Regions from separate parts of the Mus musculus genome. Here all the other regions are linked to region 1. A link is a contact called in public Hi-C, HiChIP or PLAC-seq and promoter capture Hi-C data. All regions are on one chromosome and are shown on one strand. Each heading gives the region's core, a stretch centred on a gene start, on an enhancer-like site or on the middle of the called end of the contact. The rest is flanking DNA. Distances are from core to core; before and after follow the strand shown.

The links. Promoter capture Hi-C pulls out the DNA fragments that hold promoters and counts their contacts. A called contact is a pair of places that touch in the nucleus more often than the background predicts. HiChIP or PLAC-seq counts read pairs in DNA pulled down with a chosen protein or histone mark.
Region 2: an H3K27ac HiChIP or PLAC-seq map of microglia shows a contact between it and region 1, with 6 times the contacts expected there. The contact joins the promoter of 1810058I24Rik here to the promoter of Akr1b3 in region 1. A contact is called at or near these places in 3 of 484 Hi-C or Micro-C datasets (CD4 T cells and CD8 T cells) and 1 of 115 datasets of contacts at active chromatin or transcription factors (microglia).
Region 3: a Hi-C map of CD4 T cells shows a contact between it and region 1, with 2.4 times the contacts expected there. The contact joins the promoter of Nup205 here to the promoter of Akr1b3 in region 1.
Region 4: a promoter capture Hi-C map of pre-B cells shows a contact between it and region 1. The contact joins the promoter of Cnot4 here to the promoter of Akr1b3 in region 1. A contact is called at or near these places in 2 of 39 promoter capture datasets (liver and pre-B cells), 2 of 484 Hi-C or Micro-C datasets (CD4 T cells and regulatory T cells) and 2 of 115 datasets of contacts at active chromatin or transcription factors (the 230-238 cell line and bone marrow-derived macrophages).
Region 5: an H3K4me3 HiChIP or PLAC-seq map of bone marrow-derived macrophages shows a contact between it and region 1, with 4 times the contacts expected there. The contact joins the enhancer-like site here to the promoter of Akr1b3 in region 1. A contact is called at or near these places in 2 of 39 promoter capture datasets (liver and pre-B cells), 2 of 484 Hi-C or Micro-C datasets (pro-B cells and regulatory T cells) and 1 of 115 datasets of contacts at active chromatin or transcription factors (bone marrow-derived macrophages).
Region 6: an H3K27ac HiChIP or PLAC-seq map of embryonic stem cells shows a contact between it and region 1, with 6 times the contacts expected there. The contact joins the promoter of Stra8 here to the promoter of Akr1b3 in region 1. A contact is called at or near these places in 3 of 39 promoter capture datasets (embryonic stem cells, pre-B cells and stem cell-derived epiblast-like cells), 14 of 115 datasets of contacts at active chromatin or transcription factors (the 230-238 cell line, acute myeloid leukemia, bone marrow-derived macrophages and 6 more) and 3 of 9 other capture datasets (embryonic stem cells, liver and macrophages).
Region 7: a contact with region 1 is called in an H3K27ac HiChIP or PLAC-seq map of extraembryonic endoderm stem cells, with 5 times the contacts expected there. The contact joins the promoter of Cyren here to the promoter of Akr1b3 in region 1. A contact is called at or near these places in 8 of 39 promoter capture datasets (the C10 cell line, cranial neural crest, hippocampal neurons and 4 more), 7 of 484 Hi-C or Micro-C datasets (the Ba/F3 cell line, CD4 T cells, CD8 T cells and 3 more), 15 of 115 datasets of contacts at active chromatin or transcription factors (bone marrow-derived dendritic cells, bone marrow-derived macrophages, craniofacial prominence and 11 more) and 4 of 9 other capture datasets (adipose tissue, embryonic stem cells, liver and 1 more).

The regions. Positions count from the first base shown.
Region 1 is chr6:34,315,823-34,319,780 of GRCm38.p6, reverse strand. It overlaps Akr1b3 (aldo-keto reductase family 1, member B3 (aldose reductase)), which reads left to right and starts at 2,292. Exons shown (of 10, transcript NM_009658.3): 1 at 2,292-2,441. The coding sequence starts at 2,376.
Region 2 is chr6:35,251,045-35,255,002 of GRCm38.p6, reverse strand. 1810058I24Rik (RIKEN cDNA 1810058I24 gene) reads right to left here and starts at 2,293. Exons shown (of 3, transcript NM_001384235.1): 1 at 2,221-2,293. The coding sequence starts at 2,235.
Region 3 is chr6:35,175,531-35,179,488 of GRCm38.p6, reverse strand. Nup205 (nucleoporin 205) reads right to left here and starts at 1,873. Exons shown (of 43, transcript NM_027513.1): 1 at 1,830-1,873. The coding sequence starts at 1,857.
Region 4 is chr6:35,131,500-35,135,457 of GRCm38.p6, reverse strand. Cnot4 (CCR4-NOT transcription complex, subunit 4) reads left to right here and starts at 1,721. Exons shown (of 12, transcript NM_001164413.1): 1 at 1,721-1,956. It overlaps Gm33046 (a long non-coding RNA gene), which reads right to left and starts at 1,927. Exons shown (of 5, transcript XR_868974.2): 1 at 1,756-1,927; 2 at 888-1,210.
Region 5 is chr6:35,111,655-35,115,612 of GRCm38.p6, reverse strand. The region is part of intron 1 of Cnot4 (CCR4-NOT transcription complex, subunit 4); the gene reads left to right. Among named protein-coding and RNA genes, the nearest start is that of Gm33046, 20 kb to the left of the region's middle. Within about 2 kb of position 1,977, at least 1 of the 459 cell types and tissues checked has an H3K27ac peak or open chromatin away from gene starts, as enhancers often do. A contact at or near this core is called in bone marrow-derived macrophages, where this site is marked.
Region 6 is chr6:34,919,248-34,923,205 of GRCm38.p6, reverse strand. It overlaps Stra8 (stimulated by retinoic acid gene 8), which reads right to left and starts at 2,258. Exons shown (of 9, transcript NM_009292.2): 1 at 2,152-2,258.
Region 7 is chr6:34,876,161-34,880,118 of GRCm38.p6, reverse strand. It overlaps Cyren (cell cycle regulator of NHEJ), which reads left to right and starts at 2,054. Exons shown (of 4, transcript NM_001135611.1): 1 at 2,054-2,219; 2 at 3,348-3,580. The coding sequence starts at 3,435.

The DNA.
Region 1 (3,958 bases), core at 1,043-3,542:
TCCTTATTAAACTTGTCATCAAACATTTACATTGTATGTAAACTGCTGTTTACACACTTTGTGTCTATTTTTGTTTTAGCATCATTTCAAATACACTCTTTATTTATTTATTTATTTTTAAAACAGGGTTTCTCTGTATAATAGCCCTGGGTGTCCTGGAAATAACTCTCTCTCTCTCTCTCTCTCTCTCTCTCTCTCTCTCTCTCTCTCTCTCAGGCTGGTCTCAAACTCACAGAGATCTGCCTACCTCTGACTCCTGAGTGCTAGGATCATCTTCTTCTTCTTCTTCTTCTTCTTCTTCTTCTTCTTCTTCTTCTTCTTCTTCCTCTTCTTCTTCTTCTTCTTTTTAGATTTATTTATATGTAAGTACACTGTAGCTGTCTTTAGACATCTCAGAAGAGGGTATCAGATCTCATTACGGACAATTGTAAGCCACCACGTGGTTGCTGGGATTTTGAACTCAGGACCTTTGGAAGAGCAGGCAGTGCTCTTAACCGCTGAGCTATCTCTCCAGCCTACTTTATTCTTCTTTAAAGAAGGATATGATACATGCCCAATAAATTTTATAAAGATTATGGAGGCAACAACAGGAGTTACCAGGAGACTATTGTAACAGTGTCTCATCTTTAGTGCCATGATTGATAGGAGAATTCCACAGGTGTGCCTTTCTACATTTGACTGGCCCAGGCAAAATACTGTGTTTTAGAGGGTCAAACATACTTAGTTTATTTTGCAATAACAAAGCTTTTGCTACGTAGTGCATTTCCCTAGCTGGTGATGACTCCTCTGTGATGCCACCTGTCAGTAAAGACGCACACTTCGGTGGTGGTGGTAAGGCCTCTTTTATCTTTTGAGAAAGGATCTCGTTTAGCAACCAGGTTGACTACAACATCTCGGTCCTTTCCCCTTTATTTTCTTAATGTCAAGTAAAGAGATGTGAGCTGCCACACAGAGCAAGAGCATCACTTCACAAGACATCAATCAGCTCTTTGTGTTTGGACCCAGGAGGTTCAAAAGGCAGAGAAGTCTCTATGCCAAGAGGGATTTCACAGAGGACAAGTGGTGGGCGTCAGGTCACCTGTTATCTTACACAAACCAAATCCCCAGAACTAGACTCAAATTCAAATACTATTAATTAGAGAAAAAGTACACCAGAATTTCCACATGCCACCAGTTGTGGGGATTGGTTTTGTTAATAAAACTCAAGTGGAAAATATCTGTTCTTTATAAATTTTCCCTGGGGTGGGAGTGGAGAAGTGCCACTTTTTAAGAGGGCACCGACTGGAAAATCACCAGAATGGGATTTAGAGAGGTGGGGTTCCTGACTCATTACCTTGCAGATGCAGTTGTCCCTGTTGCGTAATCAGGGGGCAACTGGAGCATGACCCAGCAGAAGGAGACTGGAATGAAACAGACCATCACTCAGAGGGGTGTTGGACGAGTGCCAAAATTGCCGTCATAGTTCTTGGGGCAACTCAGATTATTTTAGGAAAAGTCTTTTGTTTTTCTACCTAATACAACTGATTTATTTCGTACCCCCTAACATGGAATCATTGCTGTATGAGAATGGACTTTTCCTACTATGGGATTGTTCACTTTTTTGTTCTCTGACTTTTCACTTTTCCTCCAGAGTTTAGCCAACTTATTATACTGGAACCTTCCGCTTAAGAGTCTTACTTTCCAAAATCACTTATGTGTGATCCAGAGATGAAACTTATGGGAGATCATAGCTTAACGGTTATGGATTTTTGCATCAAGTCTTGTTGAACCAGACTAAACATGTTCAGACACCGGTAGTGGTAGAAAGGTACTACAAACGGGTATTTCGTAGTTCTCTGCAAAACCGGTTGCAATCATTTTAATAGCGGGGATGGGAGTGCTTAAGTACACCTGAAATTTAACTTTTAATCTAAGGGGGGGGGGGAACGCTCTTAAATACACCTGACGCCTATCTGCTCCATCAGATTCAAAGCAAGATGTGTAAGATTCCAGAAGAGTGTCATTCTGAGATTAGAAAAGACACAGACGTCTTCTTCTGGGCTCGAAAACGAAACCAAAACTTCTCCCCAGTCTCCTTATCTCTAGTCTGCTGGTTATTTTCAGAGCTTTCCGTCTGGTGCTACAACAGCGGGCAAACACTGCCACGTGGGGCGCAAGCAGAGCAGCTGGAGAATTCCGTGCCGCTAGGACCTAGGGAAAGAAGCATCCTCGCCGACCCCTTCAGAACCGCGGCATCGACCAATCAGAAGGATCCGTCTCTCAGCCGTGCAACCAATGGCAGGCGTTCTTTCTACAGGCCGTTGGGGCTATTTAAAGGTGCGCGCCCGAGCCAGCGCTGCACATTTGCCGGTCCGGGTTTGTAACGTGCAGCGATCATGGCCAGCCATCTGGAACTCAACAACGGCACCAAGATGCCCACCCTGGGCCTGGGCACCTGGAAGGTAGGCATGCATCAGGGTGCGACCCGCCGCCCGCTGGGTGACCCTGAGCGGCCTGCGCGGAGCGGGGCTCGCGTGGCGGGGCCTGTGAGCGTATCTGGCTGCGGCCCGGCGTGTGGGGCTTCGGGCGAGCAGCGCTCGAGTCCGCGTGGGCGCCCCAGGTGGAGACACACCCACGGTGACCCGGGTGAGAGGGATTGAAGCAGAGCCCTAGATTTGTCATCTGGCACCTGTGGCGCCCCAGCCTCACGAGTGAATTGACCTCACTTGGCGCAGATGTTGCCCTCTCGGGAATGAGCCACTTGGGCCAATGGGCCTGAGATAATTAAATTAGCAGGCGAGAGCTTGCCAGGAACCAGCTTGTTTCTCTGTCCTCTAAGTCTCTGAGTGCAGTTCTTAATGGGTGCGGAACTCCTGGAGAATTAATCTGACTTCCGCGTTGCTGGGTGCCACCCACTAATAAGAAGACTTCAGGCGAGATATCCCCAAAACCTCAACACAACACAGCAGAGTTGAGAAGAGGGCCAGATACATCATAGTGAAATACAAAAAGAAAGAACCGATATTTAAAAACCAAAAATTATAACTGATTTGATTATTTGGCAACTAAGGAACCAATTTTTGGTGTTATTGCTGAAGCAGAAAAACCTAGCTCTTAAGCTACTTGCAGGGTAGTTGTATTATATATTATAGACCGATGCTGTGACCTCGATCTTTAAGAACCTTGAGTATGGTGGACCTGGGCACTTAGACACAGTGAAGGTAAGAGAAAATCAGGTAGGGTTGAATTTAAATGGTTTGAAACCAGACAGAGTCTGTTTCTACCCAAACTACAGTTAAAACAACGGGTAATGCAAATGGAGAATAAGAAACAGGTCATAGACTTGTCTTTCTCAGAACGTGTATCTAAGCCAGTAGATTAGCAAGTGCGGCTTTTGTTTCCTTACAGAGGGTCCTTGGTGACTGCAAAGGTATGATTGAATTACAACCGTGATACCAGGTTGAATTCGGTGTGGTGGAATGATAAGAAAGACGGTTTCCCTGCCATAGCAAACACAGCTACTGGACACAGCACACACAGGCACATGTAACTACAGTAGTTTTATAATACATGACCCAAATTATGGGTAGGATGATGATACTTTAATTCTGTCCCATTTCTCCAAAAACCAAGCTCATCGCTTTAGAAAAATCGTCTCATGGGCCAGCATTTTGAGATCAGTTCTGAGATAAATAAGGAGTAAGCATTCATAAGCCAGTGGCTAGAGCGCATGTGACAGCCTCAGAGAGCTGGGTGTTTGTTTAAAATAACATACATTTGTATGTATAGATCGTTTTGGTTTCTTCTCAGACATTTCTGTTACTTCCCACTGTGCCTGGATCTCAGAATGGATCCAAAAGTCATGTTGAGTTAGGTGGAGGTGAAGAAAATGTCCGCCTGTGTCTCGGGGCCCGGGGAGGTTGGGGTAGAGAGTGTGGAGGGACAAAGGGTAGCAATGGACATGAGGACAGTCCAGACT
Region 2 (3,958 bases), core at 1,044-3,543, 940 kb before region 1:
AAAGCAGGAAGGCAAACTCAATCCAGATGAGTAGAGGCTGAGAGAAAGGCAAAGGAAAGCCACTGACAGTTGATACTTGGGATCTGGAAGCACAGAGAAGGGGATTCAAGGTTGTCCTGGAAGCTGATGTGAAAGGTGCTGGCTTGGGGAGGAGCCCGTTCCCTAAGGGTGAGTTTAGGAAGCACAGCCAGCTCCGGACTTAAGCACTTCACAGGAACTAAGAGCAGAAGCAAGCAGCGGGAGACAAGATTAGAGACAGGGAGAGAGCCTCCCAGCTGCTACACCCAGATATGGTCCCCTCACTCCGCAATTCTGAGCTATCCCAGGACAGAACCCACACAGCACGGTGCACAGGCCCCAGCAGCTGAATGAGGGTGAGTTATGAGGAGGTGATGCTACTGGGCCCCAGGGGGAAGAGGAACAGAAACTGTAGCAGTGTTCAGGTGCCCTGACACTCACAGCAGTGCTCACAGTCCAATTCCCATCTAGGTGTTCCTTCAAAGAACTTCAGCCAAGCTAGGAGCAAGCTGTGGAGTGCGGTGTGGAAATAGGGGTAATGGGTAGACAAGCCACACAATCAAATGCAAGTTTTCAACTTAGGCAACATCTCAGAGGTTACAAAGTATTCAGCTGCCTTGCACCATCAAAGGGAAGAGCCTGGAATCTTTCCACCACACCCAAGCCTCTCCTATCAGTGGGAGGCCAGTTCCCATTTCTGATACCTTACAGAAGAGACAGGGCAGTATATCTCAACCACGATTTAGTGTTTACGTGTTCAACATCTTGGCTCCTTTTGAAACCTCATGAGGTGCAAACTGAAGCATAGAAAATTTAAATAACCTGGCCAACACCCACCCAACCCCACGTCCCCAACACACACACATACACACACACCTTGAGATTAAAGATAGGGTCTAAACTCTTAACCATTTAGAAAACAGTTGAAACGGCTAATGTAAAAAGCAAGATTTGCAGAAACTAGCAGTGTTTGACCAAGTTCCACAAGAGGAAAGTTGATTCCATCTCTGTACATCTGATTCCACTTTTCCCAACAAAAGCAATGAAGAGGAGACAGACCCAGGGCAAGAGAAGGAACATCAGTTACATCCTAGCTAAGCATCTAATGGTCGGCTTCAGCATCTCTCCATAAATGTTGAAAATTTTGAATTTTCCAATCAAAACCCATGTTTAAGTACAGAGCGCTAGTCCCGCACCAGGTAGCCTCATTCAGCAAAGCACTTAAAAGGTTAAGTGTAATCGATTTAATGTTCTCCCTGCTTATCAATGAACAGCAAATGCAGTGGAAGGGCCAATCCTATCACCTTACACTAGCTGGCTGATGCTGCTTTTAAAAGTGATTCCTAACAAGTAAATTACTGCTAATTACTCCTACCTCCTAAACTAAGGCCTAGTTAGGACACTAGAGAAACCCCAGAGGCAACTGAGTCTTTGTAGGGCAGTTTTATGTAAACAATACTCATTCTCGGAGCACCAGGTAGCCACTGACCGTGGGAAAGAAAGAAGATATCTGCTTTATTAGAATTCGAAGATGAAACGCTTTCATCTGAAAGTGTTTGAAAACTTTCATCTGAAAATTTGACTGGCAAGTTTCCTAGAATCCTCAACAGGCAATTTTAGAAATACTTGATTTTTGCCAGAAAAACGTGTTAACTCAAAAAGGAGACTTGAAAGGGTGTGGGGAGGGGCAGGTTTTTACAAGAGTTACTCGCAGGGCAGTCTGACTCACTCCTCAAAGCGGGCAATCTGTAAAGGTCTGAAGAGGGAGGGCACTGTGGATCTCTCGCTGCGACCTCGTGATGTGGCTGACTAATGCACGGCGTGTGAAAGGCACTCTGAGGCCTCAAATAAGCCGTATATAATAGATGGGGGTCTACGGGAAGTCGCGTGGAGAGGACAGGAGCCAAGTCATCTTGATGACTCCTCCGACCCAACTTACCGCGAAGATTTCGCCAAGAGCTCACAGTAAGTGGTTTTTTGAAAACGCAGTCATATCACTGACACCCCAAAGTTTTCGGAACTTGAAGGACTACATATAAACAAACCCAGGCAAAGACCCAAGGACTTAGGAGGAGGCCAGAGGAAAACTGCGCGAGCAAACCCGAGGGCGACGAGCCCCAACTGCAGAGCCGTGCACCGCCGACCCGGGACCCCGGGGGAACGAGGCGACCGCGAGGCCCGATCCTCCGAGGCCCCACTCACCAGGAACTGGAGCATGATGTCGGTGGGGAGGGCGAGGAGGGTGTGAGAGGTGCTCCAGCTCCAGCTCGGCTCCGGGACTCCTCCCCGGCGCGAGGGCGGAACCCGCTGCCAGGTTCCGGTTTACGCCCCGCCCCGCCCTGCCCCGCCCTCTCCATTCCCGGAAGCGACTCGCGGAGCCGCAGCGCCCTCTGACGGCCATCTCGGGAAGCAAGAGGGCGAGGTGCAAACCTAGGCCTCTTTGAACCAAAGCCTCCGGGTGACAAGGACGCTGGCAATTGTATTAATACAGTCAGACGTGGCTGTGTTACCTACTAAACCAGGGTGGGGGTGAGGTAGCGGGTGCCATGCCAAGTGAACAACTCACTCTCCTGGGAGCCTTTATGAAGTCCACACTAATCTCCACCACAGCCGACTCTCAGACGAAAAGGGGGAAAAGGTTCCATTTCACAAAAGCCCACAAGTGTGCTATGCAGCCTAGTTAAGGGTAGTCCTCAGCCACGTGATAGATGATGGAGAGAGGTCTGCGGAGTCTGGCACGACTGGATCCAAGTAGCGATTGCTGGCAGCCACCAGCAACCTATCTGAAGTTTACTTCCTCCTCAAGTGGAGCGCGAATCATCTACCATGCAGGAGCCAAAGATGAATCCACTCTTGTCCGGTCGCGCTGCTGGTCACCCACATACACAAGCACATCGAAACCACCCTTCTCATGTTGCTCTCAGTCTTTGGAATTGACCTTTATCTAGTTAAGGGGTACTCTGGCTTCAAATAACAGAAAAACAAATCAGCTGCGCCTAGTGGGGCTGTTAACCCTGGGACAATGGCAGAGGACTACTTAACATATCAAAGTGGACCTGGCCTCCTGGTCCTCGCCAGCATCCCTCAGTCCCGGCCTGTTACAGGGTGTGGCTGGCACATGCAGCCCTCTACCCTAAACTCACCAGTTCAGGGGCTGGGCTGCTTTTCCCGATGAGGCTTTTCCCTATATAATCCAGCCATTTTGGTTACCTGAACTGTGATGGTTTACATATGCTCGTCCCAGGGAGTGGCACTATTAGAAGGTGTGGCCTTGTTGGAGGAAATGTGTCACTGTGGGGATGGACTTGGAAATCTTCCTCCTAGCAGCTTGAGGATGCTCTCTGGCTTCCTTCAGATGAAGATGTAGAACTCTCAGCTCTGCCAGCACCATGCCTGCCTGGATACTGCCATGCTTCCACTTTGGTGACAATGGACTGAAACTCTGAACCTGTAAGCCAGCCCCAATTAAATGTTGTCATTTCTAAGAGTTGTCTTGGTCATGGTGTCTCCTCACAAAAGTAAAACCCTAACCAAGACCCGAACCTTTTGTTCCTTTGCCCTTTGGGCCCCTGTATCTCATTCTGCTGCCTCTCCCCTCCTCAAAAGAGGAAAATATCTCTCTCTCTCTCTCTCTCTCTCTCTCTCTCTCTCTCTCTCTCTCTCTCTCTCTCTCTCTCTCCCAGCTCAATCAAAGTCAAGTTCTTTGAGCTCCCAGATGTCCTTGCCTCTAGCTATGTCTCCCTTTCTTCTCCAACCAACTTTCTCCTCCACCATCCCTAGTCAAGCCCTCTCTCAGAATTTCCCTCCATTTCTGTGTTTCTCCATCCATCCACCTCATTACTTCTCTCCCTCCTCCCAACTCATCTGCTAAACTGACAAAAGAGCTGATTAGAGGGGAAAAAAATAGAATAAAACATAAAGATCACACACCACCAAGGGA
Region 3 (3,958 bases), core at 624-3,123, 860 kb before region 1:
CTGAGTAATATGGGCTGGTGAGATGGCTCACCGGGTAAGAGTACTGACTGCTCTCCCGAAGGTCCTGAGTTCAAATCCCAGCAACCACATGGTGGTTCACAACCACCCATAAAGAGATCTGACGCCCTCTTCTAGTGCAGATGAAGTCAGCTACAGTGTACTTATGTATATTAATAAATAAATCTTTAAAAAAAAAAAAAAAACTGAGTAATATTCCTTTGTGTGTTCATCATGTTTCGTTTATCCACTCACTCACTCATCATCCATTCATCTATGGATGCTTCAGTTCTTCCCAAAGGTGACAAAAAATAACTCTCTTGACTGACTCCTGGCTTTTTAAAATGCTTTCTTTTCTTGAGGCCAATCAAAGCTCTCCTGTACACACTATACTCCTGGGAGCTAGTGACAACTGTCAGTGGCTTGTGTTTAATGGTAACTCAGGATATTATATGCTATAAATGTATGTAACAGAACTATTACATGGAAGCCTGGCTTTTCAAAAAATCTAGTAGTGCATTTAATTTAACTACTTTGAGGGGGGACAAGCATGATGTAATGTCATAAAGTTGTGCTTAAAAGCATTAACTGGCTGGGCAGTGGTGGCGCATGCCTTTAATCCCAGCACTTGGGAGGCATAGGAAGGTGAATTTCTGAGTTTGAGGCCAGCCTGGTCTACAGAGTGAGTTCTAGGACAGTCAGGCCTTCACAGAGAAACCCTGGGGGGGGGGGGGGGGCGGGGAAGAAAAAAAAAGGCATTAACTGTTTAATTTTGGAGAAATTATGTAATCACTGGAAGTCTTTGCTTCCAAATTAAATCTGAGATATTTAATTGCATTACTCCAAATATATAAATGAAATACACACATACACCAGGTATAAAGGGATTCAACAATCAAGACTAACACTTGCTCCAGTGAGCAGACAATATGTTGTCAATACAACAGAAAACTTCATTTCTACAGAACAATTTACCATACCACTTCTGAGATGGTTTATGTACAAAACTCAGATTTAGGTAATTTTCAAAAAATACTGGTAAACTGGCAAGAACCAGTACCAAAAACAGTTTAAAAACAAAACAGTCCTGCTGAAAAAGATGGTCCGTAAACGTTTGCTATGTTGCCTCTTAATTGTACTCATGAATCGAGTGTCTAAAGCCGTGTTCAGGAGTGCCAGACCTCGTACGAAATGTTTGACATCTAAGTCCTCCCCACTAACGACCGGCACCGTGTTCCTGGAACCAGGACAAATCAAAACCCATCCACTTCTTCAAGCATCTCTGAGGGGTTCCAATTACCAAAGATGACCCCAGCCCCAGCTTTTTCACAGCGATGTCACCGTCCGCCGTGGCTGTGACAACGGTGCAGGGCGGCACGTGCTGAGCCCGTGGCACCGCCTCGCGGCTGGCAAGACCTCCTCACCCCCATGCCCCATGACCGGCCCACGGCCCCCTTCCAGACCAGCTTCCTTCCAGCCTCGCCTGGGTCCCACAGCCCGGGACTTGAGCCGTACCTCGGCGGTAGATGGCCTGCCTACACCTGAAGGATATTGGGGGGACGAAGCGGCTTCGGGGGCGCGCGCCTGGCTGCCCGGGACCCCGCCGCTCCGCCTCCCCTTCACACGCCCGTTTCGAGGGCCAAACTGTCGCCGCGCCGCGCGCCATTCAAACGGAGGCGGCGCGGGGCTGCAGGCCGGAGCGCGGCGAGAGCGGGCCCTGCGCACACGCTCGCGCCCGCACTGCCAACGGCCCGACTGCACCAGCGCTCCCCACTCGCCGGCCCCGCCCCCCGTGGGTCCCCGCGGGTCCCTCGCGGGCCCGCCGCGCTCACCCGAATTTACCGCCAACAGCGCCGCCATCTTGGAGGAGGACTGAGAGAGCGCTCCTGCCGCGGGGAGGACCCCGGGCCCGAGGGCCTGCCCGCGTCGACGCCTGAACACAAGGGCGTCCCCAGGGCCTCCGAGAACGCCATGCGAGGCTCGAGCGGGTGTGCACAAGGCTCCCCGCCCTGCTCTGGCCTAGGGCCATCGAGTCTAACTGCGACCATTACCGTTAAAACAAGCCGAGGGCAGCCGGTTCGGAGACTAGCTGTGCAATGCATCATGGGACCCGTAGTTTTATTTCGAGTGAGCCGTGCAGTTGACTAGTGTTCAAAAAAGGGAAATCAGTGAAACTGAAAAAGTTCTTGCTGGGCGTGGTGGCGCACGCCTTTAATCCCATCACTCGGGAGGCAGAGGCAGGCGGATTTCTAAGTTCAAGGCCAGCCTGGTCTACAAAGTGAGTTCCAGGACAACCAGGGCTATACAGGCTATATACCCTGTCTCAAAAAAAAAAAAAAAAAAAAAGAGAAAAAATTCTCATGACCTTCATTTCAAGTTAAATTTTATTTGAATAGCCATCCCCCTTACCTTAAGAGAGTAGAGTGAAGTGAGTAAGTGATTAAGGAATTTCTATTTAATAAGTATATTCTGTAGACATAATCACATTGTGCTTCGAAAATTACAGACAGGGCCTGGAGAGATGGTTCAGAGGTTAAGAGCACTGAGTGCTCTTCCAAAGGTCCTGAGTTCAAATCCCAGTAACCATGTGGTGGCTGACAACCATTTGTAATGAGATCTGACGCCCTCTTCTGGGATGTCTGAAGACAACTACAGTGTACTTACATATAATAAATAAATAAATCTTTGGAAAAAAAAAAGAAAATTACAGACAGCGACAAAATTTGAGTACTGCCTGCCTGACTTCAAAAGTGTCACCCATTTGCTTCCTCATCCCCAACATGTTGAGTCAAATTCGACATAAATTTCACAAACACCAAATGTTTTTTCTACCTAAGCAACCAAAACTACTAAACTTACTCGTTAAATTTAAAATTTGCTAGCCGGGCGTGGTGGCCCACGCCTTTAATCCCAGCACTTGGGAGGCAGAGGCAGGCAGATTTTCTGAGTTCTAGGCCAGCATGGTCTACAGAGTGAGTTCCAAGACAGCCAGGGCTATACAGAGAAACCCTGTCTCAAAAAAACAAAAAGAAGAAAGAAAGGAAAAACACGTTACAGAATAGAATGGAAGCGGGCTAGTGAGATAAGAACCTAAAAAGCCTACTAAGTAACTTCTACATACGTTAGAAGTACTAATTCTGTCTTAAGCTTTCATTAAGTCTACTGTAAAATATAATGATTTCTGTGAATGATTGATGTCAGTAGCGATCTGCTTGAAAGCTCTTCGCTTATATTTGGAAGCCTTCAATGGAGAGTTCTAAGCCAAGCACCTCTTTCACTAGCGACTGACCAGACTGCCCTTACAGCAGCCCTGCTATTCTGGAGAGTTTACAGACACCCTGGGGATATGCTCACATTTGCACAGCTGAAGACATGCTCCAGTCATGGTCACTCCACAGCCTGTACTAGCCTTTGAATGCACTGGAATTAGACTAGCCTAAGTGAACTCCCAGTGACCCTGTGACCATTTTCAAGCAGGCTATAGGAGGAGCACTCTTCCTGGTGTTCGATCATCAGAGGACTTGTGATTGGTACAGAATGTAATTCATTTGCATGAAGGATTGTGCTATGGTTGGTGCAAACAACCTTACCAAATACCCCTTCTGGTTATATAAGCAGGCTGTTTGGTTTTCTTTTCAAGTCAGCTGTGAGACACCCTTTTTGAACTGTCTCTGCTGTTACATCCTTAAAACCATTAAAAGGTTCTCTCAAAAAATAAAAATAAAAAAAAGGGTGGTGGTGGCTCATGCCTTTAATCCTAGCACTAGGCAGGCAGGTCTGTGTGAGTTTAAGGCTAGCCTGGTCTACAGAGTGAGTCCCAGGGCAGCCAGGGCTACATGGAGAAATCCTGTTTCAAAAATAAATGAAATGAAGTAAAATAAAATAATTATCTTTATAACAGAGCCCTGGATGTCCTGGACTAACTTGATAGACCAGGCTGGCCTCAAACTCACAGAGACCC
Region 4 (3,958 bases), core at 472-2,971, 820 kb before region 1:
TATGTGAGTGCACCGTAGCTCTGTTCAGACACACCAGAAGATATCCCATTACAAAAGGTTGTGAGCCACCATGTGGTGGCTGGGAATTGTACTCTCGCCACTGAACTGTCTCTCCAGCACCTAACTTTTTTACTTTGAGACAAGGTCTCATACCACTATGCCCAAATGTGATATATATATATATATATATATATATATATATATATATATATATATACACACACACACATACACACCCATATATATGTATGTGTATATATATGTATACACATACACACACACATATATAATTTTTAGCAATTTCATTCCTGTGTAAAATAAGTTGAGTCATTTTTATGCCCCTCCCCCTGCCCCCCAACATTTCCTCTCTCTTACACCAAAGAAACTGGTCTGGTTGCCTTTTTTGTGGTTTTTTTTTTTTTTTTTCTGCCTCTAGACATGGTTTGTAGACCAAGCTGGCCTTGAACTCAAAGAGATACACCTGCCTCTGCTTTCAGAGTCCTGGCTTGTGTCACCACGTCCAGCGAGACTGAGACTTTAAAACTTCAATTTCTTTCCTTACATTTCCCTTTTCTGTTTTAAATCCTCCCCTTAAACCTTTTGCTTTCAGGCCTCAAGTGTGCCAGACTAGCGCCCTACCACTGTGTGACATCCACAGTCCCATCCTACGTATTTTAATCCTGGATTTGAAAACTTGGTTCCTTTCACTTCTCCAAACCCCACTACATGCACACACCCTAGAATGGGGACAGATTTGTGTTTTTGGTCTCTGTTGTATGCTCCCAGCATATGGCACTGAACTGGGTACCAAGGAGCTCAGCACTTATATGAATAGATGAAGAATATAGGCAATAAACAGAATCGACCGCTCCAGGAGCGCCACTTACACCAGAGTTCTGGGAGGCAACCCGGGAAGTTCAGTAAATTGATTTTGTTATTTAGAATTTCTCGGTGCTCGAACCGGCTGCGGTTGTATTATGTCCTTTGAGACGTGTTTACTTGTGCAGTTTGCGAACCTGACGCACACTTCTGTGCAGGCTGGAAGAGTTCTGTGCAGCCAGCAACAGTTTGCAGGTAAGTCCACATGCTTTCACATCATCAGCAACTCATGCTACTCTGACTGCCCGCGTTCTCTTGAGAAATGTGCACATGGCAATTCAGGTATTTCTTCACTGGCGATTTTCCAGTAAGGAGGATGAGCTCAGCTGTACTGGTGGTAAAGGACGTGCAAAGACCGGGAAACGAATTAACGCTCACTTTTCCAAAAGTATCAACTCCCCACTCTAGATCAAATCCCGCGCTCTTGCAATGCTCAACCTGATTCTACCACCATACCGCCCCCGTCAGATACCTATCTATGGCGGGCGGGGCAGAAAAAGACACGTCCTAGCTTCCTCCGAATCAGTTAAGTTTCGTAGAATTTTGGTTTCCTACATTTCAGCTAACATTAGTGAAAACCGCCGACCACATGACACAGTAGCCACACACGCGGGCAGAAGAGGAAGCAAAACAAGAAGAAAGCCGGCGCTCCAGTAGCCACGTGAGGAACGAGTTCCCGAGCGCCTTCTCTAGTGATGACTTCAATTCCCGGCCTGCCCCGGGGCGGTTACTATCGGAGGACTACAACTCCCAGGGTGCAGTGGACCAGTCCGCCGCAACCTCCCACTCGCCCGCCTGCCGCTTGTCCCGCCCCTCCCCCGCCCCGCCCAGCCGGATCGGCATGCGCCTGCGCAGCGGAGGCCGGAGGAGTCTTACCCTAATGTAAGATGGTGGCCCGTCTAGCCGTGGAACCCACCGAAAGCTGAGAGTCTCTCTCTCAGCCGTAAAGGTCGGACTCACTGAAGCAGTCAGGCCCGGTTCTGAAGAGTTTTTTCGCCGACTCTCGTTCATTGGTCTCCTGTGAGGACTCGGCAACGCGTGGAGTCGGCTAAGAGAAAAGCGAGGCAAGGCAGGCGGGTGAGTGTCTGCGGGGCTGGGCTTAGGGGAAACCCGGCGCTGACCGGCTACGAGAGAGCGGAGGCTTCGCTGGGACTGTGCAGGCCGCACCCCCCTTTCTCCCCACCCCCCCACCCCCGCCCGCCTCGTCTTCACCCTCCTCCTCCTCCTCTGGCTGCCTCCTCCTCCTCTTCTTCCTCCCTCTCCCCTCTACGCCACAGCAGTTATCACCAGGAAAAGGCAGCCGGGTTGGAGGCAGCGCGGCAGCGAGCGCCGGCTCTCCTTGGAGAATTTCTTCAATTGAGAACCCAAGAGGGCTTCTCATCACCAGTTTTCCCCGCATTTTTCTGGCAACAGTATCCTTAGGTCTTGGTCCTCCTGTTTCCCCAGCCTCCTTTCCCCTCTGACGTCCTTTCCTACTGGCCCCGGTCTCCCAAGCCAGAGCCATCATTTCCACTCTGACGGGTGCTGCTGCTCACTGCCCACCCGTCCTGCTTGGTGGGCTTTTTTGCCCCTTTTTGCCCCATCCCTTCCAGAAAGGCTGCTCTGGATCTAGCCTCTGCTCCCCTCTGGTGCTTGCAGTCAGCCCCCAGTCTGTCTGCCAGACCCGAGTTGATTCCGATGTGCAAGTCTCCTTTAACCGCATCTGTCATCTTAAAGCCACCTCGTGAGTATCTAAATCATGTTGCTGCTCCGTTGCTCCGTATAACCCACCTGTTTCTTAACCTACTTGAGAATTGTCGGTTCCTTCCCTCTTTCCAATGCAGACTCTTTGAGCACACACTCCAGGATAGGGGAGATGATGCCCCGTGTTGTTCCTTGAAAAGTAAAGGAAGTTAGGAAGTGAATGAAGTGAGTGGGAGACTATTAACGTTAAGAGAAAAGAGCTTTCTTCGGGCTACTCGGGAAAGGAATGTTTTGCTTTTTTGATCTTTTTGTTGCTCATTTGCTATCCTTTTTTACCCCTCTTTTCATTTTCGACCTTCTCCGTGCTACTCAGCATTCTCCTGAATTGCCATTCCTCAGGACACTTGATGTTGTCTCTGATTATACCCATAAAGATCAGCTTAGAATTTCAAAACCAGGTGAATCTAGCGCGCACACACACACTTCATCCCCGAACACCACATGCAAATAAATACAGATGGTATTTTGATTGTATGTGGGTTACAGATTCCTTTTGTATCAATTATTGGCTCCGTTATATTGATGTTTATGTTAATTGATAACATTTATTTGTGATGGGTGCAAATTTGACTTTTCCCCCCTCTCTTTTGATCTGGGAAATTCCCTCTTTTGACATTTCTAGGATAGGAGTTATCAGAATAAGTTGTATGGAAAAACACATTGGGTATGTATGAAGAGAAGTTGATATTTTGGGGTAAACTTAAATTCCTTTTTTTCCCATAGAAACTATGGGGGCTGAGAAAAGAAGTCACAAAGCTGAGCATACGCATGCTTCAATGGCACTTAGCTGTTATTACCTGTAGTAAGTAAGAGCTAGAAACTGAAGAGCAAGGGGTGGCTTATGGTCTCTACAGTAGAGTGAAAGCAGAATTGAAATGCACTAGTTTGTGTAATCAGGAGTTAGAGTATTTGCTATAATACACCACAGTGACATAAAGAATTACCAGAACAGCAAATAAGATTATATAGGTCAGATAAACACATGTCAAGTTTGAACATAAGACATTGTGTTCTTAATATATATATAAAAATATTTAAAGTCACAATAACAGTCTCATAATGAAGTATGTCGCTTATTGGGGGGAAATAGTAACAACTTAAGTGTAAATACAAACGCAGTTCTTCTAGTTACTTTCACACATTACTGTTATTGTAAATCTTACATATTTCACCTATAAAGCTTGACTATTCTTATATTTGATGTTATATTAAGTTGCTGTGAAAAGTTTTTAAAAATGTAAACTAAGGTTAGAAAAGCTGCTCATAAAGCTTCCTCTCCTTCCTCCTCTTCCTCCTCCTCCTCCCCCTCGGCTGTCTGTCTGTCTGTCTTTCTTTC
Region 5 (3,958 bases), core at 728-3,227, 800 kb before region 1:
ACTGTGGGGCTTCTATCTCTTGTAGTACAGATTGATTAATTTTTTTCATGAAATTTTTAAGTTTTGATGAGGTTTTAAGTTTGTAGAGAAGACTTTCTCCCCAAGCAACTTTTACTACTGCTGAGTTTCTGAGTTTTTTCTTTAAGTTAAGGGGTTAGGGCTGAGGTGGCGATGTACTTATTTTGTGTGTGGTGGTGGGAAGGGTGATGATGTTTTGAGACAGAGTCTTCTTACGTTACACTTTCTGGCCTTGAACTTGTCCTTCTTCCTGCTTCCTAGGTGTTAAGATTATAGGAGTGCCTCACCACCATACTTTAGGTTTAAATGTGCGGTCCATTTCAAGTTGATTTAATTGAATGCTTTCTGCATAGTAAGATTACACACTCCACCCCAGTGCTCCAGCATCATTTGTTATAAAGCCTTTCTTTCCTCCATTGAATTTCTTGTGTCAAGGTGAGAAACATCAGTTGAGCATATTTGAGCAGCCTTTGTTTCTGGGGTCTCTACTCTGTTCATCAGTCTGTGTATCTCTCTCTCTATTGGACCCACATTGTGTGGAATAATTCTTCCCACTTGGCTGACTCTACAAAACTGCTTTAGGTCTCCTAGGATTTTCCCCTTACCATATAATGTTTATGATAAACTCCATCTGTATCTGCAGACGCTTTTCTGTTTTTTGTTTTATTTATTTATTTTTTTTTCTAGGAATTGCATTATTCCTGTAGCAGAGTTTGATGATGACTGGTATCTACTGTATTAGGCCTTCCAGTCAATAAGCATGCTAAGGCTCTTGAGTTATTTAAATCTTTTATTTCTTTTATCAGTTTGTAGCTAAGGACCTCAAAGGTAGTGGGAATACACTCTGCCATTGAGCCAGTATCCAAAGCTTTTCTTTCTTACTTAATTTTCAAGATGGGCTCTTGGTAAGATGTTTGGACTCCCTTAATCCTCCTCATGATACTTTAGGCCTCTACCACACTAGGTAGACTGGGTGCCTTGTGACAAAACTCCTGACAAGAGCAACTTCAGGAAGGAGGGTTTATTTCCGTTCACAGTTTGAGGGTATATTGTTAATGATTCAGGGAAGGGGCAGCAGCATGATGTGGCTGGCCATATTGTGGGCATTAGGAAGCAGACTGATAAATGCTGGTACTCAATTTGCTTTCTTTTCTCGATTTTTTAATTACGTTGGGGATGCTAACTCAGGCGATGCTGCTGCTCACATGCAGGGTGACTGTCTCTTCTTTAGTAAGACCTCTCTGTTAACACTATTATAAATATAACCAGGGGTGTGTTTCATAAGGGATTACAAATGTAGTCAAGCTGACACGAATAATCACTGCACAGAGTTTAGTTTGTTTGAGCAATATAAAACATGTGGTTTTGTTTGTTTGTGACTAGGGTATAGAAATGTGTTTAAGGGGCTGGTGAGATGGCTCAGTGGGTAAGAGCACCCGACTGCTCTTCCAAAGGTCCAAAGTTCAAATCCCAGCAACCACATGGTGGCTCACAACCATCCGCAACAAGATCTGACTCCCTCTTCTGGAGTGTCTGAAGACAGCTACAGTGTACTCATATATTAATAAAATAAAATAAAATAAAATAAAAAAAAAAAGAAATGTGTTTAATTTTTGTATATTGATCTTGCATCTTGTGACCTCCCTGAACTTATTTAGTAACTAAATAGTTATACCATCTGCAAATAAAGACTTTGCAAAAAAAAAAAAAATTCTCACCAGTTTGGTGTGGTTTTTAATTTTCTGTTCTTTATTGTGTAGCATTCCACAGCTGTTGAGTAAGATTGGTGAGAACAGTTTTTGTTTTGGACTTGAGTTTACTAGGAAAGATACTGCTTTTTATCATTAAGTGTGATGTCAGCTTCTTAGCTGTGACTATTGGGTGTTTTTTTCCCCATTCTTTGTCAGGCTGAGAGGAAGTTACCCTCCTTTTCCTAGTTTGCTCAGAAGTGTGTACTGCTTCCTTCCCCAAACCTGGACATCACATATGCTAGGCAAGTGTTCTTTACTAGGGTAGGCCTGTGCCCCAGGCCATGGTGAGATTTGCTAAAACGATTTTTAAATATTATTTCTGTTTTATACTGTGTGTCTGTGTTTCATGGGTGCAGTGCTTCTGGAGCCCAGAAGACAGTGTCAGGTCACCTGAAGCTTCATCTGAAGGTGGCTGTGAGCTGTGTCCTACATGAGTGCTCTGAACGAGATTCAGGTCTCTGAAAAGCAGCAAGTACTTTTGACCGTAGACACATTTCTCTAGATCCATCGTGGACTTTTTTGTTTTTCTTGTTTTTCTTGTTTTCATGAGTTGAGACAGTGATTAAGGGTTCTTGCTGCTCTTCCAGAGGACCTGGGTTTGATGTTCAGGTCATTCATGGTACCTCACAACTGTTCATAACTCCAGAGCAGGGAATCCAACATCCTCTTCTAGCTTTGCAGGTACCAGGCGTGCATTTGGCACACAGACACACATGCAGCCAAAACACCCATTACATACAATTTTTTTTAATAAAATAAAAGTTGAGTCAGCCTTGCATAACTGGAACAAATCCCATTTTGTTATGGTTTACAGTCTTCCCTTTACATTCCTGGGTTTTAACCTCATAATATTTTGTTCAAGATTTCTATATATAAGTCCGTGAGGGATGTCTGTTCTGAAGTTCGCTCCCTTCCTTCCTTTCTTCTGTTTACAGTATCTTTGTCGTCATCATTATAATATTATTGTTACTTTCTTTTGCACTATAGGTGATCAGACCCTGAGCTTTGCACATGCCAGGCAAGCACATTACCACTGAGTTATATTCTCAGCTAAGTTAGCAAAAATGAATTTGACTGGGCCAAGAGATCTTTGTTTGGGAAACTTGTTAATTATGGCTTCTACATCTTCAGTGGTTATAGGAGTAACCAGATTATCTGTTTTATCCTGGTTAAGCTTTGGTAGCTTGTTTTTTTTTTTTTTTTTTTTTTTAACCTCCCCCTACCATCTCTCTCTCTCCCTCTCTCTCCCTCTCTCTCTCTCTCTCTCTCTCTCCCTCTCTCTCTCTCTCTCTCTCTCTCTCTCTCTCTCTCTCTCTGTGTGTGTGTGTGTGTGTGTGTGTGTGTGCTGAGGGTGGTTGGGGTTGGTTTTGATTTAGTTTGCTCTGATTTGGGGGGTAGTACCTGGGATTGAGCCCATGCCAGGCAAATGCTGCATCACTGGCTTAGATGCCCATTCCTGAATAATTACATGTTTGTTCGTTTGTCTGTTTGTTTTTGAGTTAGGGTATCATTATATGACCTTGACTGGCCTGGAACTTGCTGTATAAGCCAGACTGGCCTCAAACTCATAGAGATCCACTTGCCACTGCCTCCCCAGTGCTGTGCTTAAAGAAATGCACTTCCATGAACTATATATTAAGCATATTGTTGGGAATAAGTGAGAGAGAAATCTGTATCCCTAAGGTATCATGGAGTACAAGAGGAATGCTTTGTGCAGTGGTTTAATAGTGTAAAGCAGCGCGTGCAGTGGCAGTGCACAACTTTGATCCCAGCACTTGGGAGGCAGAGGCAGGAGGATTTCTGAGTTCAAGGCCAGCCTAGTCTACAGAGTGAGTTACAGGACAGCCAGGGCTATACAGAGAAACACTGTTTCAAAAAAAAAACCCCAAAACAGCAACAAAATAGTGTAAACCAGCAGGCACCAGAGCCACAGTGGAGAATACTATGGGAATTCAGAAAACCAGTAGTCAAAGAATGGGAGTGAGATCCATTTGTTTAGAGTTGTGAAAGGTAATACTTGAATGAGTGGTAAAGGAAGGTTAAGCAAATCCAAAGAACACATCTGAACAAGAGGATACAGAGCCAAAAGGAACATGAATAGCAGCAGTGAGAAGACGTTCTTTGAGGCAGTGGGATTAGGCAGTATAAGAAAGATACTTTCCTAAAACTCCAAGGAAGGATTTAAGTTT
Region 6 (3,958 bases), core at 1,009-3,508, 600 kb before region 1:
TAGCAAGTGGTAGGTAGAAAGGAGCAATATGCTGTACTTGGGCTTTCTTCCATTCCTTATGCTTATGATTGTGTAAAAATGATTATGATTATGTAAAAATCCAATATCACTATCAAACATGAAAGAGTTGTGGGTGATATAAATACACATGCTCTAGGAATCCCTGCTCTCTCTCTCTCTCTCTCTCTCCCTCTCTCTCTCTCTCTCTCTCACACACACACACCACACACACACACACACACACACACACACACACACACGGAGTCATGGGTGACCCACACACTCTCTAGAAGTCGTGAGTAAAACACATATCCTCTAGGAGTCGATGGTTGACCCTCTCCCCCACATTCTAGGAGTTGCAGGTGACCCACACAGGCTCTAGGAGTCGTGGGTGATCCACACACACATCCTCTAGGAGTAAGAGGTGACCCACACACATGCGCTCTAGGAGTCGCAGGTGACACACACATGCTCTATAAGTTCCGGGTGGCCCACACATCCTCTAGGAGTCACAAGTGACCCACGCATGTTCTAGGAGTCGTGGGTGACACACACATCCTCTAAGAGTTCCTGGTGGCCCAACACACACATCCTCTAGGGATTGCAGGTGACCCCCACACATTCTCTAGGAGTCCCAGGCACCCCACATATCCTCTAGGAGTCGCAGGTGACCAGCACACATCCTTTAGGAGTCACAAGTGATCCACACACATCCTCGAGGAGTCGGGGTGACCCCCCCCATACTCTAGGAGTCGCAGGTGACATACAGATCCTTTAGGAGCCGTAGGCAACTCCCACACATCATCTAGGAGTCGCTGGTGACCCCCACACGCATCCTCTAGGTGTCGCAAGTGACCCCCCCCCATTCTCTAGGAGTCTCAAGTGACCCGAAGGAGTCGCAAGTGACCCCCCCCCCACACACACACATCCTCTAGGAGTCGCGGGTGATGCACAGATCCTCTAGGAGTCGCTGGTGACCCCCGCCCCATCCTCTAGGAGCTGCAAGTGACCCACACATCCTCTAGGAGTCGCAAGTGAACCACACATCCTCTAGGAGTCGCAAGTGACCCACACATCCTCTAGGAGTCGCAAGTGACCCACACATGCATGCTCTAGGAGTCGAGGAGGACACACAGCACAGATCCTCTAGGAGTCGCAGGTGACTTCCCCCCTGACTCCGCTCTCCACTCCCTTCCCCCCCCCCCCGTTCTCTAGGAGTCTCAAGTGACCCACAAATGCTGTAGGGGTCGCAGCTGACCACCACACGTTTTCTAGGAGTCGCGGGTGATGCACGGATCCTCTAGGAGTCGCAGGTGACCCACACACATCCTCTAGGAGTAGCGGGTAACACCCCCTTCTCTAGGAGTCGTGGTTGATCCACAAGCACAATCTAGCAGTCACTGGTGACTTACACACTCTCTAGGAGTCCCGGGTAACCCCTACACACACGCTCTAGGAGTCCCGGGTGATCCCCACGCACGCTCTAGGAGTCCCGGGTGATCCCCACGCACGCTCTAGGAGTCCCGGGTGATCCCCACGCACGCTCTAGGAGTCCCGGGTGATCCCCACGCAAGCTCTAGGAGTCCCGGGTGATCCCCACGCACGCTCTAGGAGTCCCGGGTGATCCCCACGCACGCTCTAGGAGTCCCGGGTGATCCCCACGCAAGCTCTAGGAGTCCCGGGTGATCCCCACGCACGCTCTAGGAGTCCCGGGTGATCCCCACGCACGCTCTAGGAGTCCCGGGTGATCTCCACGCATGCTCTAGGAGTCCCGGGTGATCCCCACGCAAGCTCTAGGAGTCCCGGGTGATCCCCACGCACGCTCTAGGAGTCGCAGATGACCCTCACACAAGTTCAAGGAGTCACAGGTGATCCACACAGAAGCTCTAGGAGTCGCGGCTGACCCACACACTCTCTGGGAGTTACGGCGATACACATACACACTCTAGGAGTCGCGGCTGACCCTCCCCATACACTCTAGGAGTCACGGGTGACCCACACGCACTTAAGTCGCCGGTGACACACACACACACACACACACACACACATACACACAAACTTGTGCAAACAGATTAAATATCCACTGACAGGGCATGCATTCACAAGCACCCACTTTTACTCTCAGAACACAAACGGTAGGAGAGTACTTACCTTTAAGGCCACCACGGTGAACCATGCACCTTCGACACTTGTGGAACACGCAGGAAACTGCACGAAGCCCTGACGAGTCAGTCACTCACGACTGCCCGTCGCAGAATAAGAAGAGAGGCTCTTGCCTCAGGTAAAAAACTGACCTGGTACCCCAGGCTGCGAACCAATCACAGCCCTGTCACTGCCACCATGACCAATGGGGATGCATGGTGGGGCGCCAATGGGGAGCGTGGACATTGGTGAAAACATTGTAACAACTTGCCACAGGTTGCAAGAGGGTGTGGAAGGAGCAAGATGACCTTTTCACCCCATCCAGGCGGCTAGCGCCAGTTCTTACACCCCTCAACCAGGGCAATGCCACCTATAACTTTCTCTTGAGATATAGAGGAGCCATCTTCAAGGTCCCAGTAGCAGTCCCCTGTTTCAAGGAAAAGAAAGAGAAAAATGAAGATGTGAGAGGGAATAGGTACAAAATAGGAGAGGGGAATAGGGGATTCCCAACTAAAAAAGCAGAGAAGAGAACCTTAAAGGTGGACTTAAAATGCAGAGAAGAAAAGAGAGAGAGAGAGAGGATGTGTTGAGTTGTTTGTAGTAAGCAACAAGTTTTCTCCAGGTTGAGGGACTACAACTCATTTTCCGCCTCAAATCAGATGTGCTATTATCTTTAAACCACTTTTTTCCCTCGCATCTTGAGATATCTGCAATGGTCCTGACACCACCACATCAGTTTGGCACACTACGAGCGCCACCATATCAAACTGGCACACTAGGAGCGCACTCTTGTAGAGAAAGGAAAGCAAGCAAAAGCCCCTTGGAAGGGGAGAGGCTCAGCCTGTGAATAGGAGGGAGGGTGCCTCCTGCAGTCTGACCTGAGGTGAGCTGCTTCACCATCCTCGCCCCCGCCCCTCCACAGAGGTTAAACGGAGGTCACTTGAGGTAGCAGCTGCAGCCACGACTTTGGTAGCACCAGAAGTTGGATTCCAATCCGGGATCTACCTCACGGTGACTGTGACTGGCTAGAAAGGAGCCCCTTTCTAAAGTATGCAACAGGGTACCTTAAATTTGACTCTAGCGAGTCCTGGTGTCATCTTTCAAATGGTTTTGGTAGATTGTGGATTTTAAACAAAATGAAAACTGTTCAGTGGGAATGGTGGATCATAGCTGTAGTCGCAGCAATCAGGTAGCCCAGAAAGAAAAAAAAAATGAAGTTGGTGGCTAACCTGAGCTTAGAAATGAGGCTCTTGCTCCTGACAGAAAACAGATCTGATGCTTAAGGTACAGGAGTGGGGACCAGTGGGGACCCAGTTACCAGCTCCCCTCTAAACTATCAGGGATATGGCTGGCTAAAGGAGCTGGAGCTTTGTAAGACACTGTAGTGAATTGCCAGACCGATACAGAAAAGAGTGCTGAGGACAGGAATGGCAGCAGGGCCTCTCTCAAAGGCTTGTACCAGGTCCAAAGAGCAGCTACACCTTACCCCCTTGGAGGCAAGTTTTAAAAGTATCTTTTTACTTCCACGCTCTGCTTGGGTCATGACCTATCCCTTCTGACTCTCGGGCGGCCTTCGTTGTGGGTTTCCAGGTGGTCCCGGGCCTGCATCTATGGTCCTTCTCCTGGCTCTGCTTAAACCTCTGTACCTGCTGCTGGGGCTACTGGGTGCAGAACGGGTACTGAAACTGTGAACCTTTGTCTTGGAGAGCCTTGTCCTTGACCTGTGAGGAATGTGGAGGTTTGCAAACTTTGACCTCTGACAGGTCTCAGCCTTTAATTTAGTTGCCATTCCCCTGCCTACTTCACACACACACAC
Region 7 (3,958 bases), core at 805-3,304, 560 kb before region 1:
TGGTGGCTTCCTCCTCCTTCCATCGTGAAGTCTCTTAGCTTGAATAGTACCAGCTGCCTGCACCTCTGCCTGGCTCAGCTGCATCGGCTGTGCCTGTGCTCTGGTCTCTCACTTGGAAGGAGAGAAAAGCAGGAGTGTTGAGGCCTGGGCTCCCTTCTGGGATGGAAGGAAAAGTGGAAAGCGATATATAGGAAAACCCTATATATCATAGTTACTATTTATTATTGGTGTGCCTGTGTGTGTTGGGTGGGTGGGTGGGGGGTGGGGTGGGATATGCCACAACAAAGATCACAAGACAACTTGGTGTAGACTTAAGTTCTTTCTGTTCATCTTTATGTGTATTTGGGGGATCAAACTCAGGTGGGCAGGCTGCATGGCAAGTGGCTTTCCCCGCTGCGCCATCTCCTGCTCACGTGTTTACCCACGTCCACACTGACATGAAGGGGTCAGTCCGTTCTCTGCCGTGTCTCCACTCCGACTGACACACAGCCTCATCGTCTGCCTCACCCAGCTTTGTGGGCCTGGGTTCCGCCTGAGTCAGGAGCCCGTGATTTAATTTCCTCTGGTTTTCCTGTCTTATGGCGTGCTCTTTCTTCCAGCATGTTCCCCACAACTTGCTGAACCAGTGGTTTTAAGGCTCAGAGACAGAAAGAACATTCCAGAGCTTGTTCCTCCCCAACCCCTCCCAGGAAGAATGCATCCTTCAAAGCGCCTCTTTGGAACCCCTGAGGGCCTTAGTAGGGCTCTGTCCTTTGCTGTCCTTGAGTGAAGGTGTTGTGGGGCACAACCAAGAAGGCAGGTCACACTGCAAACCTTGAGTCACTCTTCTGGGGGCTGAGAACCTCGCCTGGCAGGTGCAAGTCTGCATTTCCCTCCCTGTGCCCTGGGGCCCTGTCTCTGCTGAGCCCCAAACCCATGCCCAGGAGCTCGGTGTGGGGTCTGGAAGTACAGTCACGATTACAGTGCCTGCTGACTAAATGAAGCTGACGGACACTTGTTACTATAGCCAATAAATTTATCTGCCAATTTAAAAATAATAAAACCCATGTGGACTCCAGCACAGGCAAGTCTCCTAGCTTGGTCTTTCCCTCCTGCTGCTGGGGTCTTTGCTGACAACAGGCTCTGTATGCAGCCACACAGGTCTTTAGCCTTATTTGCTGGGTGGCCATGGAGAAGTTTTAAGAGATGTGCAGGGTCGGGAGAGTTATTAAGAATCAAAGGAATCCAAGAATGGAAGGATGCCCTCTCACCCAGCATTAGGCTTGCTTGGCTCACATCAGATGAGGTAGAGGGCCCGCCCTATTTACAGTCAATGAATGCTACTTTCTTGACAGCTAGGGGCTGCCCTCCCAGAAAGGTGGCAGCCTGGCCTGGTTCAAGAGCAGCTAAAATGACTCTAGGGGTCATCTGTGGGATTGGAAGCCATTGGTTTATCCCATTAAGAGTTGGGGCCTTTAATTTCCTGGTCCGAGCTATCAGTTTAGGATTGAGGATTAGCATTAGGGAAAGGCTATGGAGAAACCGTGCTCAATAGGGGAGCTGTGGGTGCCCCAGTCCAGAGTGCGGTGTTGACCTGCTGTTGTAAATCGAACTTGGTCACTCTTGATTTCTCCGTTTGGGGGCAGACAGAATCAGATCTGAGGTTTCCTTTGCTCCAGCGCTCCAGAGAAGAACCTCCCCTGTGAGGGCCTCCTACTGTGTTTTTTTCAGTCGTCTTCCTTGGCTTTTTCCCCAACCACCCAGGTTGCCTTAAAATCATGCATGCGTTTAGCTGAAAGATTCCGGACACCTGGGAGCTAGCTTGGCGCCTCCTCCACTTCTGCAGAGGGAACCTTTCTTTGCTTCCCCTAGTTACTGACTCTGGCCGCTAAGAACCAACGGCTGCGCCTCCGTCACAACAGCTGACAGAAACAGGAGCCTGCGGATGTGACCCGCGGTCTGCAGGGGGCACCCGGGGCCCTAGCGGCCAGCCAGCGCCCGGGTCCGGAGCGCGCACGCCGGGAGCGCGCAGGAGCCGGAAGGGGCGGGCGGTGGGATGCGTGCGCGTCTCGCAGTTCTGAATCCCCGGAACCCACGGGAAGGACCGCAGCGCTGCCCTCCCCTCTTGCCCACGGTTCCATCCTGTCCCCAGGCCCCCGGCTCTGCGCCCTCTGCGGTAGGGAGGGAGTGGCGCGGCCAGCTCCGCGCTAGTGCAGCGACGTCCCGCGTGTGCCTTCTGGGTGAGATTTTCCAGGGACCCAACGGGCCCGACCCGATCAGCGCTGAGCTCCAGAAACCTTGCGGCGGGCAGGACCTGGCTGCTGGCTCGATGGTCGATATCCAGCTTTCTACGACTTTGTGCACGCTAATTCTTAACCACGTCTGTTTCTCGTCTATAAAATGGACATGATACACATGTACTGCCGGGTCTGACTCATTTCTGTACACTGTCACTCACTGGATGGTATTCCTCTTAATCGACTTCTGTTCTGTGGCTGGACAAGTTGTTTGGTTTAAATGAAGTTATAAACAGTCATTCTGGATGAGCCAAAATTGTCTACTGGTGTATGTTGGGGGCAGGGGGAGCACTGCCCATTGAAATGTGTGAATTAGAAAGCCTGGGGGATTTAGTAATTGATATGTTTTGTAAAATGTGGTATGGGAGGGAGGGAGGGGGTGCCTTAAGCGGGCCCAAGCTGAACCCCCTCCTACTCCCAGGTATCAGCCATATGATGGGTCTAGTATAAAAAGAAGTTTATTTGGGGACATGAGAAGGGGGGTTGAGAAGGGAGTAGAGGCAGAGAAAGAGGGGACAGAGAGGGACAGAAAGAGAGAGAGGGACAGAAAGAGAGAAAGGGAACAAAGAAGAGGGAACATGTGGAGAGAGAAGTGGGGAGGGGGGTTCAGAGAGCATGAGAGAGGCCAGATAGTCCTTTTATAGCAAGCCAGGTTTGTACCTGGCTGTTGCTAGGTAGTTGAGTGGAGCCTAGAAGGAACGTTAGCATGCTAACAGTAACCAAATCACAGTAGAGGTGAGAAGTTTGTGACATAGATGGAGATGGACGATTGGGCCAGAATCCCCTTTCTTCCTTCCTTTGGGCTGTAGAAATGACAGGAAAGCATTTCTTGTTGCTGCAACTGCCTGTGTGGGGCACAGAGCAGGGGAGGGGCTACAGATATCTGTCTGCAGGCCCCATGTCCTATCTGCTGCTAGTCCTCCATGTGACACAGTGTACATGGCTTGGCCTTCTGGGCTCTGCTCACCTCTGGGTCACCTCAGGTCTGCCCTACACTGACTAGTAATTACTGCTGGTAAGTTGGAAGAGCGTTGACTTACTAGAATCTACTGACTTGGTTCCTCCTTGTAGGCATTGAAGATCGGCACCCACTGGGGTCAGATGAGCCTGGTGTGACAAGAGAGTGTGAGTTTTGGTCCTGTTCTAGAGAAGCAAGCCATGGAAACCCTAAAATCCAAGACCAAAACGAGGGTCCTCCCCTCTTGGATGACAGCCCCTGTGGATGAGAGAAAGGTTGTATCAGTGAAGACAGCCACAAGGAAGCAGACAGCCGCCTGGGCCCAGAGAGTGGGGGCAGCAACAAGGTAGCTAGCTGGCCTGTCTGTCAGAGTGGGCGGGGCAATGAAATCCGTCCTTCCAGCAGAGCCCATCGCTCTCAGCTTGCCCCTCACAGAGAAGCACCACCACGTGAGTGTGTGCTGGTGAGCTCTGTCCTGCCGTCTAGCTGTTGATGCAGGCAGTGAGCTCTGCCTACAAACCATGCCTACACCCCAGGAACCAGTTGTTCAAAGTGCTTATCTCTTCTTCATTGGTGACAAAAGCAAGATCAATGGATCTGAAGTCTAGTCACCTGAGTGGTGCCTGTCTTTCCTGTACACAGGGCTTTTCAGTCAGTCAGTCAAGAAATCTGACATTGCAGAAGTGACGGGTGAATGCTGGTAGTCAGGGCGGGGAGAGCTTAT